2 separate regions of the Callithrix jacchus genome follow, and region 2 is linked to region 1. The links are chromatin contacts, called in public Hi-C maps. All regions are on one chromosome and are shown on one strand. Each heading gives the region's core, a stretch centred on a gene start, on an enhancer-like site or on the middle of the called end of the contact. The rest is flanking DNA. Distances are from core to core; before and after follow the strand shown. Region 1 holds the start of ZSCAN21 (zinc finger and SCAN domain containing 21). Region 2 holds the start of TRIM4 (tripartite motif containing 4).

Region 1 (6,449 bases), core at 1,927-4,426:
ATCTCGGCTCACTGCAAGCTCTGCCTCCCGGGTTCAAGCAATTCTCCTGCTTCAGCCTCCTGAGTAGGTGGGACTACAGGCGTGTGACCATGCCCAACTAATTTTTTAAATATTTTTAGTAGAGACAGGGTTTCACCATGTTGGCCAGGATGATCTCGATCTCTTGACCTTGTGATCTGCCTGCCTTGGACTCCCAGGAAATAGAAGGATTTTCTTCAGGTCCCAGCATAATCACTTAATGGTTTCATAACTAGGCAAAGACCCATTGACCAAGAGGCTGGTTGGAACCCCTACCAAAGCATTGATACAGGTGTGGCTCATTGAATGTGTGCAGGTTTCCTGGTTTTTCCCTCTGTCCTGGTGATCCTGTTTCCATTTCCCATCTCTTTCTTTCCAGTCTAACTGAGAGGCAGTAGAGGGCCTAAGAGCACAGGCTTTGGAGAAAGAGGACCAAGTTTCAATCTTGATGCTGCCACGTGTCAGTTGTGTGATACTGGAAAAGTGACTTTTCTGAGCCTGTTTCGTGGTCTATAAAATGGAAATTTTTAGGGTCAGGCACAGTGGCTCACACCTGTAATCCCAGCACTTTGGGAGGCTGAGGCAGGTGGATCACTTGAGGTCAGGAGTTTGAGACCATGGGGGAATGAATGAAAAAGACTGACCAGGCTGGACTTGGTGGCTCACGCCTGTAATCCCAGCACTTTGGGAGGCTGAGGCGGGCAGATCACAAAGTCAAGAGATTGAGACCATCCTGACCAACATGGTGAAATCCCGTCTCTTCTAAAAAATACAATAATTAGCCAGGCATGGTGGCACGTGCCTGTAGTCCCAACTACTCAGGAGGCTGAGGGAGAAGAATCACTTGAACCGGGAGGCAGAGGTTGCAGCAAGCCGAGATTGTGCCACTGCACTGCAGCCTGGTGTCAGAGCAAGACTCCATCTCAAAAAAATAAAAATAAAAATGAAAAAGACTGACCATGTGATAAATGTTAAAGCTGGCCAACGAGTACATGGAGGCTCTTTTTTTAATTTTTTTTTAAGAGAAAGCAAGTTTATTAGAGAAGAAACAGAAGAATGGACATGGAGGCTCATTTTCTCTAAATTTGCATGCCGTTAAACATTTAAAAAATTAAAATTATTCTGGAAAATAGGGAAGAATGATGTTGAGTATCTATGAATTCATGGCACATTTGGACAGGGAATTCCATGTGCAGGAAGGCATGTTGATGTTCCTCAATACTTGAGTTTTGCAGGACCAGACAAAAGCAAATTCACTGGGGGCCAGAGGGAGTAGCACTGAGGTCGAAAACACAGAATCTTCCGTCTGAAAACCTGCAGCTGAGCCAGAGAAGCAGGAGGAAAAGACAGGCAAAGTCATCTTCATCAGGTCCTGCGGCATCAGGAGTCCAGCCCCTAGGTCTTCTACTCAGGGAGTTTAGGACCCATAGAAGGGCGAGGCTACTTCTGATTGATGTTACCGTGATCCTGGTCTGCAAAGTTGAGGACTAAACTCTTCTTCTCTTGCCCAAATTCCTATTTAATGGGCCTGGGGAGTCACCCGCTACAAACCATAAAGTCTCATCAGATGGGTTTTGTTTAACTTTATATAACCTGACTGACTTTCCAACTAGGCTCTGGCGTAACATCACATGGCAGATAAAGAAGGAAACCAAAATGTTTTTACCCCAAATATGTTTCTTTGCCGTACCTTGAAATAGCCCTGCAAAGCTGTCTCTTGCAGGGAAACTCTACAGTCAGTAGAGAATCCCTTTCCCTTTCAGGCCTTTTTCCTGATCCAGGAGAGAATCAGCTGGGCCCCTGGCACTTTTTAAAGTCTGGTAAGAAATAGTTGCAGCCTGTTCTCTCTAAAACCTGCTGCCAGGAGGCTCCATCTGCATAATGGGAACCCTGGCCTCCACAACCCCTTAGTTCAGCGGTCCCCAACTTGGCACCAGGAACTAGTTTTGTGGAAGACAATTTTTTCCACAGATGGCAGGAGGGGGATGGGTGGTTTCATGGTTTCAGGATGATTCAAGCACATTACACTTATTGTGCACTTTATTTCTATTATTACACTGTAATATATAGTGAAATAATTATACAACACATCCTAATGTAGAATTAGAGCCCAGAGCTTTTTTTCCTGTAATTAGAGGGTCCCATTGGGGGGTTGTGGGAGACAGCGACAGATCATCAGGTATTAGATTCTCATAAGGAATGCACAACCTAGATCCCTCACAAGTGCAGTTCACAATAGGGTTTGTGCTCATATGAGAATCTAATGCTAAGGCTGATCTGGAAGGAGGCAGAGCTCAGGCAGCAATAAGAACGATGGGGAGTGGCTGTAGATACAGATGAAGCTTCGCTCCTGCATTGTGGCCCAGTTCCTAACAGGCCATGAACTAGTACCTGTCTGTGCCCCAGGGTTTGGGGACCTCTGCCTTAGTTAACCCAGACATTCCTTTCTATTGATTATAGGGCTTTAGACAAATACTTTCAGCCAATTGCCAGTTAGAAAATCCTTGAGACAATAACTTTCAGCCAACTGCCAATTAGAAAATCCTTGCCTCCACCTGCGACTTGGAACATCCCCAACATTCCAATTGTCCTGCCTTTCCCACAGAACCAATATGCATAGTGATTGGTGTCTTATGTTTCCCTAAATTGTATAAACCCAAGCTGTAGCCCTACCATCATAGGCACATGTTCTTAGGACCTCTTGAGACTGCCTCACTCCATTCGTCACTCATATTTGGTTCAAAATAAATGTCTTCAAATATTTTAGTTTGACTATTTTCATCGACAAAGTACGAACTCCATCTCTGGCTTCACGGACCAAGCACGGGGTTCCATGTTCATAAACCTGGCCCGAGGTGCTGGACCTGAGGGTACCCAGTGACCTTGGGCCACGAAGTCCGCGAGAAGGATTGAGGTGGGCACCCTAGCCCATGCTCTTCTTGCCCCAAGGCGTCGGGGTGGGGTGGGATAACCTCCGAAGCCTTCATCTGGTCTGACCGTCTTTGGTAAAAACAGAAAGAGTCCCTAGCTATTCTTTTAGGGTCGATTCAGCACCTCCCTGATGTCTCAAGGGCCAGAAACACAGAGAAGACCTCCCGACTTTCTAGAGGGGCCGCTACGGCACCGCAACACTTTGCCGAGGGGGCGGTGCTATGACGCACTTCCGGCTGCGCGGCCCCGAGGTTCGCTGTGCGGTCTCCTGGTACCCGGAGCGGCTCTGACTAACGGTGAGCCTGCTTGGCCCGGGTTAGCGAGGCGGACGGGAAAGGGCGCCTTGGGTGAATAGTTTGGGGAGGGAGGAGTGGGTTTAGCAGCTGTGGCTTCTGAGGACCCCACCTAGACTGGTCCTAGCTGGGCTGTGGGGAGGAGCTCTCTGTCCCCGCCCAGCCCCAGCTGGTGGAGGCGCTGGCTCTCTGGAAAAAGCCTTTTCTTCCACCCGGGGCTTTAACAAGTGAAAACTGGACGAACAGATTTCTGGAAGTTCTTTCGCGTTCCAGAATAGTTTTTTTGTGCAGTCCCCAAGCCAAGCCGTCTATCAGTCTGACCGTGTCCGCTTTTTTTCCTTTCTCTGAACTGGAGGTCCGAACGAACCAAGGGGGTTGGAAACCTGTGGGAAGCCGATCCTCATTAGAAGTCTTGGGTAGAATCCAATCCAAAGGAAGAAATAGTCCCCTCGGGCTTTGTTCGAGCTAGAACCCACACACATAGGGATCTGCTTAGTTTAGAAAAACATTTTTAAAGAACCATGTATAAATAAGAGTGTCAAGAGAAAGTTGGTTTGGGCCGAGTTCGGTGGCTCACGCCTGTAATCCTAGCACTTTGGGAGGCCGAGGCGGGCGGATCACTTGAGGACAGGAGTTCGAGAGCAGTCGGGCCAAACCCCATCCCCACTAAAAATATAAAAATCACCCGGGCATGGTGGCGTGCGCCTGTGATCCCAGCTACTCGGGAGGCTGAGGCAGGAGAATCGCTTGAACCCAGCAGGCGGAGGTTTCAGTAAGCCGAGATCGCGCCGCTGCACACCAGCCTGGATGACAGAGCGACACTTGGTCTCAAAAAAAAAAAAAAAAAGAAAGGAAAGTTGATTTGGTGGGTGAGATACTTGGAAACCCACGTAATCTAAGGAACAGTTGAGCTGTGGAGAGGAAGAGTTAAGAGGCAAGACAGTTGGTTTTCAAGTATTGGAAGGCTGCTATGGAGAAAGTGAGTATTGGTCTGGGCTCAACCTAGGATTTTTGAAGTGATGAGGAATTTGATTCTAGTTAAAGAAGAACTTACAACAATTAGAACCATCCAACAGTGGATTCTGTGCCTCAAGAATTATCTAATTTGCCTGCCTAGGGATTTGCAGGTACAGACTGAAGCATTTTAGCACAAGTCGGTAAGTGCTGTTCTACTTTTAGAATCTATGATAATTTGATTTTTTTGTGCCTCATCTTGTTACAGAGCGGACTTGAGACACCCTCATAAGGGCATATAAGTTTTGGGAAATTGTCATAAAGGAGGAGGGAAAATGGACACAGAACAACGGCCTTCTGTTTATGGTAGACCATGAACTTTTGCTTGATGGGCCTCTTGAGCTAAACAGTCTAGATAGCTTAGAAAAAAGTCACTGTGGTGGAAGACAGTTTGAGTTAGTAATGAAGCCTCTGATTTCTAGCCACATGCTTCTTTGTTTTTAAAAGACAGAGTTTTGCTTTGTCACCCAGGCTGGAGCACAGTGGTACAGTCACAACTCAATACAGCCTGAAACTCCTGGGCAACAAAGCAAGACTTTGTTTCTACAAAAAAAAAAAAAAAAAGTCAACTGTGGCGATGCACACCTGTAGTCTTAGCTACTTCAGAGGCTGAGGTGAGAGGATCACTGGAGGCCAGGAGTACAAGGCTACGGTGAACTGTCATGGTGCCACTGCACTCCAGCCTGGGCAACAAAGTGAGACCCTGTCTCTATAATTTAAAAAATAAAAAAAGGCTAGGCACAGTGGCTCACGCCTGTAATCCCAGCACTTTGGGAGGCCGAGGCAGGCAGATCACGAGATCAGGAATTCAAGACCAGCCTGACCAACATGGTGAAACCCCCATCTCTACTAAAAATACAAAAACTAGCCAGGCGAGGTGGTAGGTGCCTGTAATCCCAGGTACGGAGGAGGCTGAGGCAGGAGAATTGCTTAAACCTGGGAGGTGGAGGTTGCTGTGAGCCGAGATTGCACCACTGCACTCCAGCCTGGGAAACAGTGATACTCTGCCTTCAAATAAATAAGTAAGATAAAGACCTGGTGAAGTGGTTAAAAAAAAATTGAAAAGACCTGGTAAAGTGGTTCATGCCCGTAACCCCAGAACTTTGTGAGATCAAAGCAGGAAGATGGCTTGAGACCAGGTGTTGCAGGCTTCAGTGAGCTGTGATTGTGCCACTGCACTCCAGCCTAGGAAACAGACTAAGACACTGTCTCTAAAAAATAAAAGTTTTAAATTAAAAAAAACAATGTGAAAGAGGAGTGAAGGGATGACTCCAGGTTTTTTGGTCTGTGTAAAAAAAACAATGAGAGTTGCCATTAATTGAGTTGAGCAGCTTTTGAGGGAAAGGTGGGAACGTCTTCTGGACGTGTTAAACTTGAGATGTCTTACTGGAAATCCAGATGGTGATGGCAAGTGGGTAATTAGTCGCATGAGTCTGGAGTTCAGAAGGGAGGTCTAAGCTGAAGGTGCAGTTGTGAGTATATAGATGGTAATTAAAGCCATGCAGCTGGTGAAATCGTCAACAAGAGTGAGTGCAGGAAGGAGGAAGGGCACCCAGGCTGCTACTCACTTGTAGTCTTTCTGCATTGTGCATTTGAATTGTGCGCACTGCAAAACTAATGTGCTGCTGTGCGCGGTGGCTCACACCTGTAATCCCAGCACTCTGGGAGGCTGAGGTGGCCAGATCGATTGAGGTCAGGAGTTTGAGACCAGCCTGGCCAATATGGTGAAACCCCAGCTCTACTAAAAATACAAAGATTAGCTGGGCATGATGGCATGCGCCTATAATCCCAACAACTTGGGAGGCTGAGGCAGGAGAATCACTTGAACCTGGGAGGCAGAGGTTGCAGTGAGCCAGGACCACGCCACTATACTCCAGCCTGGGTGACAGCGACATTCCGTCTCAAAAAAAAAAACCCCCAAAACTGATATGCCTAGAATAAACTGCTTAGCTAGTGAGCTTGCCCAGCCAACGGACCAGCAGCAACATCCAAGGAAATTTTTTTTCTGTAATTTGCAGAGGCAATTGTGTGATCCGTTGGCATCTGTGAATCTGGATTCACCCAAGTTCTCAGAGTATATCCTACATGAATGTTATGTTACTACATGACTCCCTGGTGACTTGCCATGTTTCCCAGGCCAAACCAGACTCTGAGCAGCCCAAACCAGTTTCTTTCCTGGTCTTGGGGTGCCCT
Region 2 (6,449 bases), core at 1,390-3,889, 130 kb before region 1:
TGGCAAACAAGATCCTTCATGATAAAGCCCTGACTTTTTCTTCAAGCTCATGGCTCACCATCCCCCCTCCCATGCTCCATGCTGCAGAAGTACTGAGCAACCTCCAGGCCTCTCACACACCACATGCTATTCCACTCCACCACATTTGGAATATGCTATTCCTCTGGCCTGAAATACCCTCTCCCCTACCTCTGCGCACCCTTCAAGAGCTAACACGTTTAACTCCTCAATGGAGCCTTTCCTCACTCCTCAGTGATCACTCTGACCTCAGACCTTCTGCACACTTGGCAAATACTTCAACAACTCTCACATGCACTGAAATTAATGTTCTACACGCTTAAGTTCCTTACAAGACAAGGCCCATGTCCTTCTCATCCACTGAAGTCCAGATTCTAAAACGATGTTTGGCATACAGTAAGCATCAATAAAGGTTACTGAGTGAATGAATGAACATACACTTTCTAGTTCAGCTTTGTGTCTGTTTCCTGTTCATAGCTGGTAGAACTGTACAGTATTTTACAGTTTCCAAACATTTTCACTATGTCATTAAATTTGTTTGGCCAGGCAAGGTGGCTCACACCTGTAATCCCAGCACTTCAGGAGGTAAAGATGGGTGGATCACCTGAGGTCAGGAGTTCAAGACCAGCCTGGCCAACATGGTGAAACCCCCGTCTCTACTAAAAAAAAATTAGCCGGGCGTGGTGACACGTGCCTGTAATCTCAGCTACTTGGGAGGCTGAGGCAGGGGAATCACTTAAAATCGGGAGGCAGAGGTTTCAGTGAGTTGAGATTGTGCCACTGCACTCCAGCCTGGGCGACAGTGTGAGACGCCATCTCAAAAATAAATAAATGAAATAAATAAATACATTTGTGTGTTTATGTACTTACTGCAGATCAGTTTTGCTGGCGACCCCTGGAGTTACAGCATCAGGAATGGAAGGGGGTGGGGCTACTCTGTAAAGGATGATCAGGGAAGGTCTTCAAGCTAAACAGTTAAAAGCATCTAAAGGATAGAAGATGTGGGTAAAGAAAGAACAGACTTGAAACAAAAGCAAGAAAGCCAGTGTGGCTGAAGCAGAGTAAGGTAAACTGACTTATGCAATTCAAGCTTCTTAACCCATGAGATAGATAGGACAGATAATCCCCAAATTCAAATGTTAAGTGATTTTCCCAACTGATGAAGGAAGCTAGTAACAAAGCCCACCCTCATCATTAGAAGCCAGGCTTTTTCCAAGCCATCAGTTGTCTATTACATCTACAGATATAGACAGGCACTGTCCAATACAGCATCCATTTAGCCACACAAACACCTGAAATGTAGATATTCCAAACTGCTAAGTGTTGTAAAGGTAAAATACACACTGATTTCAGACCTATTATGAAAAAGGAGTATAAAATATTCACTGAGGCCGGGCGCAGTGGTCACGCCTGTAATCCCAGCACTATGGGAGGCCAAGGGGGATGGATCACTTGAGGTCAGGAGTTCGAGACCATCCTGGCCAACATGGTGAAACCCCGTCTCTATTAAAAATACAAAAATTAGCCGGGCCTGGTGGCGTGTGCCTGTAATGCCAGCTACTTGGGAGGCTGAGGCAGGAGAATTGCTTGAACCCTGGAAGTGGAGGTTGCAGTGAGCCAAGACAGCGCCACTGCGCTCCAGCACGGGCAACAAAGTGAGCCTCCGTCTCAAAGAAAAAAAAAACTCATTGATAATTTTCATCTCAATTTTGAATATTTGGGGTAATGATTAAATAAAATATATTACTAAAATTAGCATCACCTCATTTCCTTATGTTTCTACATTTTAAATTACATACGTGTTCTGTACTGTTTCTATTGGACAGCAGCGGCACACACCCTCTCAGTATATTTTTCTTTATTGGGCGCTCCCCAAGGGCCAATTCCTTGAAAATTCTACACAATGAGAATTCAGAGCTGGTTTAACCCAACTCTGAAATTTGCGTGTTGCTTAACTTCTTTGAGCTTCAGGGGCTTTCATGCTTCCTTCCAACAGGAATGACGGCCACTTCGTAGCTCTTTTAGAAGAATTTAAACTTTATCAGGCAATACCGTAATGGTCACCGCTACGGCCAGCTCACCCGGTAGCTCTCGACGGCTTCGTCGATGGGTGCCATGGCGTGGGTCTGGTGCTCCTGGGACTCCCTGCACACCAAGCATACGGGCCGCTGATCGTCCTCGCAGAAGAGCCGCAGCGGTTCCCAGTGGCGGCCACAAAGGCCTGGGGGCACCGGGCCCTGGCGCCGGCGCTGCGTCTTCTCCGTCAGCCTGGCCAGGGCCCAGTTGGGTCGCAGCGCGGTGGGCGCCGATGGGTGCCGGCATTCGGGGCAGGGGAACGGGCCGCTGCCCGGCACCCGGCTGCGGTGCAAGCAGCTGCGGCAGAAATTGTGGCCGCACTCGATGGACACCGGGTCCCGGAAGTAGTCCAGGCAGATGGAGCAGGTCAACTCCTCCTGGAGGTCCTTAACTTCCATTCTGCTTCCCTGCCCCGGAGCCAGGGTCCGACGTGAGGCGCGGGAGAAGCCAATAAGCTGCTAGATATCGCTGGGAAGCCAGACGACTTCCGAACCGCAGCAGGAGCCTCACGTAGAAAGAGACGCCGCGGCGTCTCTTCCGGGTTCAAGACCCAATACGAACGCGCGGGCATTGCCAAGCCTAAGCGCGCAAGACCGGAAGCTGCTGAGTATCCGGGAGGGGAGCGCACGGGGGTTGGCCCAAGCCTGGGCGCGGGGCAGGACGGGACGGTGGGCAGCTCCTCCAAACGCCTATAGAGACGCAGAAATCCCTGTGGAAGTCTAGAGGGGGTTGGATAAAGTATTAGAGCTAGACGACCTACAGCCCCTGGTGGAATCAATGGAGGAGGTGCTTCTCATCTTGTCTATTCTTTCCAAGTTTGAGGGTTCAGGTCTGATTTAAGTTCTACAGTCTCAGGAGTTCTGGGCGAGCTGCAGCCTAGGGGCCTGGAAAGCCAGGAAGACTTGAAGGATCTGTGTTGCTAGGCCTGGAGTTTGGCTAACGTGGTGCTGTGTGCTTTAGGATGGCTCCCCCTGAAGTCTTCCCTTTTGATTCAGCCGCATTCTCCAGGGAGAGGAACCCATTCTTGCCCTAGATCCCAAGGTCTAGTTGAGTTCCTAGAAAGACAGGACTTCCTATGAAGGCCCACTGACTCCCCCTGGTGTTTGAGGAGTCAAGGGTAACTTGAGAGCCAACTTTTGGGGAGGTGAGCAGGAAAGGCAGTGTTTAGCCCACAAGCTGCTGGGGTGCTTGATTTCCCTGTCTTCCCAAGCATGGAAAACAGACGCTTGGTAGAGGAAGCCTGTTCTCAGAGCTTGAGACATACAGTGCAGTAGACGTTCTAATAGTTAAATTAGGAAAAGAGAGTTTGGGGTTAGATGGTCTTCCCCAGGTATGAGATTTCCCAGAAGTATTTTAGGTGGTTCAACCCTCAGGAGGTCTGGGAGCTTCAGGAAGCCCTAAGACAACTTTGGGTGATTTGCTGTGGGTGGCTGTCATCTAAGACAGTAGGAAGTAGCAGATCTGTAGCTGCCCTTGCTCGTAGTTCCTGACAATTCTGCCTGAGGAGATAAAGACCATGGTGTGAAAGCAATACTTGGACAGTGGAGCTAGCTGAAGCTGTAGCTCTTGTGGCAACTGTAAAAGACTTGAAAGGACCAAGAGAGTGGGTGACAAAGAAGTCAAGTTGTTTAAATGGGGATGATTTGGATTCAGAGATGCAACCATTTTGCTATCTCAAGAAACTTCCATGGAGGCTTTCAACAAGTAATATGCTTGCCTGTTTCAGGGAATTATCTATATCCCTTAAGTGGATTTTTGATCTTGTGTTTCTGAGGTGCTTTCCTTTTTATTCTTCCCACTTTCTCCCTTTTGTTGTGAATGAGAATTGTTAAAAACTCTGGACCAACAAATTTAACAGAAGTTATTTGCACCAAGAACAATTCATGAATGAGGCAGCACTCAGAACCAAAAGAGGTTCAGAGAGCTCTGACCAGCAGTATGAACTTTTGTTGGAAGCAAAGTAGAGAAATCACCTAGGCCAACAGCTAGGTGTCTGCCTTATTTGGCCATGATATGCTGAGGAATTTGCCTTATTGGGGCTTGATCTGATCAGCTGTCTGTTATTGGCTGAAGGTCGGCTGTGATTGGCTGAAACACAGCTATTTGCTATTTTAAAAAAAGTTAGACTTCAGTTTGTTTACATACTAAGTTTGGTTGTATTTTGTTATATAGGAACTCAAGTACCAAGACAGCCTCAGGCTTTTTGCTTATTTAACAAAATTTTCATTGTTTTTATGTCCCAATATCAAATACTGCCTTTCCCATAATAATTTTTCTCAGTAAGTAGTATGATTAAGAGATTAGAAAAAGGAGTTCTTGAGATATCTGTTTTGGGGTTATTGATAAAAGTTCCACTGAATATTATCAAAACATTTAAATTGGTCAACTAATCAATACATTTTCTTTGCAAATTGGAATACTCCATGGAGAAGTAATCTGAGTCATTAATATGGACCAAGCAGAAGGGAATGCTGTTAACCCTGAGTATTTATAGCATATGTGCATCTATATGTCTACCTAAGTATTGGATGAGAAGTTTCAGCATTCCTGCAAAGTATTTATTCCCTTTACAGTAATCAATTAAATCTTTTCAGGTAAATCCCTTGAAATCCTTATGTCTTCATTCCTGCCATACCAAAGATGACCTTTCTTCTTTACTGAGGCTCCCTGATTCACAATTTTCTCCATCATAAAATGTCTGTAAGTCTGTGTACCAGCCAAGGTTCAATCAGAGAAGTGGAATCACTATGATTCTTTATGTCCACAGGGCAAGCAGTTGAGAAGGGAAGATGAACAGAAAGTAGGGAAGAATAAGAATGAATTGGAACCTAAGACATGGTCATTCTTTCCCTGTCTCCAACTTTAAAGATATGGGTATCCTTGCTAGAGGAGCTGACACTCTTCACCACAGGACTAGACACACACATAGCTCAGGAATCAAAAAAGCTGAAGGATGACCCAACATGTGCAACCCAGGGGAAGGCTTCTTCACCATCCCAACAAGGAGAACCAGCTGATTGGTGACAAAGTGCATGAGCTGCAGTAGCACCTAGTGTCCCTGTACCACCCTTTCCCTTTCACGTATAAAACTGGAGAACTGCTTCAGTTCTCCCCTTCAAGACTTACACAATGTCTTTTTTTTTTTTGGCCCATGCTAACCAGAAACAAAAGGGAAGGAAATTCTGGGAAACATAATTTAGCTTATCAAAGTTGACATATTTCAAAATTACCACTGTCCACTCTGTATGGAGTTGACATCCATGCAGACCTCTAAACATACCTTCAAAATAAAGCCCACACTCTACACATAAGATATCATTAGAGAAATTTGAAGTCTGTTGTGAACTGAGGATAACCACGACAACAAACTGTAAACCTAGCCCAATTTCTGACTAGTTGATACAACTGAACCAGCACTATGCACTCAAGGGCACTAAAGTCCTACAGAGGGAAAGACACACTCATCTCCAAGCATAAAAAATACTTCATACTATGAAGAGGGAATTGAAAAAAATAATTTAAGCAAAAAAAACCCAAAAATCCCCACATGTCCAACTTTTAACAGAAAGAAAAAAAAAGATGCATACATAAAGACAAGAAAAAACACAGTCCAAAGAGAGAAAACAATCAGTAGAACCAGACTCATAAGACACAGACTTTAGAACTATCAGAGAATTTTAAATAACTGTGACTAATGTGATGAAGGCCCTAAGGGGAAAGGTAAACAAAATGCAAGCTCACATGGGTGATTTTAGCAAATAGATGTTAACTATAAGGAAGCATAAAATGGAAACTATAAAAATAAAACAAAATAGGGCCGGGCATGGTGGCTCACGCCTGTAATCCCAGCACTTTGGGAGGCCGAGGCGGGTGGATCACGAGGTCAAAAGATCGAGACCATCCTGGTCAACATGGTGAAACCCCATCTCTACTAAAAATACAAAAAATTAGCTGGGCATGGTGGCGCATGCCTGTAATCCCAGCTACTCAGGAGGCTGAGGCAGGAGAATTGCCTGAACCCAGGAGGCGGAGGTTGCGGTGAGTCGAGATCGCGCCATTGCACTCCAGCCTGGGTAACAAGAGCAAAACTCCATCTCAAATAATAATAATAATAATGAGATGAAAAATGCCTTCTGTGGGCCCATTAGTAGACTCAACACAGTTGAGGGAAAAAGAATCAAACTTGAAGGTAGGTAAATAGAAATTACTGAATCACAAAGGAAAAAAAAAAAAGAGTGTCCAGGTGAAGTGTCTACTATTTATAAAAATAAAAAAAGAGTGGCAGAAACAGAACAGAGCACCCAAGACTGGTGGGAAAATATCAATATCAAATCCAGAAATAATGGCTGAGAATT

What was found. A called contact is a pair of places that touch in the nucleus more often than the background predicts.
Region 2: a contact with region 1 is called in a Hi-C map of skeletal muscle, with 4 times the contacts expected there. The contact joins the promoter of TRIM4 here to the promoter of ZSCAN21 in region 1. A contact is called at or near these places in 2 of 3 Hi-C or Micro-C datasets (both in skeletal muscle).

The regions. Positions count from the first base shown.
Region 1 is chr2:13,543,005-13,549,453 of calJac240_pri, reverse strand. It overlaps ZSCAN21 (zinc finger and SCAN domain containing 21), which reads left to right and starts at 3,176. Exons shown (of 5, transcript XM_035281694.3): 1 at 3,176-3,245; 2 at 4,281-4,399.
Region 2 is chr2:13,674,002-13,680,450 of calJac240_pri, reverse strand. It overlaps TRIM4 (tripartite motif containing 4), which reads right to left and starts at 2,639. Exons shown (of 6, transcript XM_008982830.4): 1 at 2,100-2,639. The coding sequence starts at 2,492.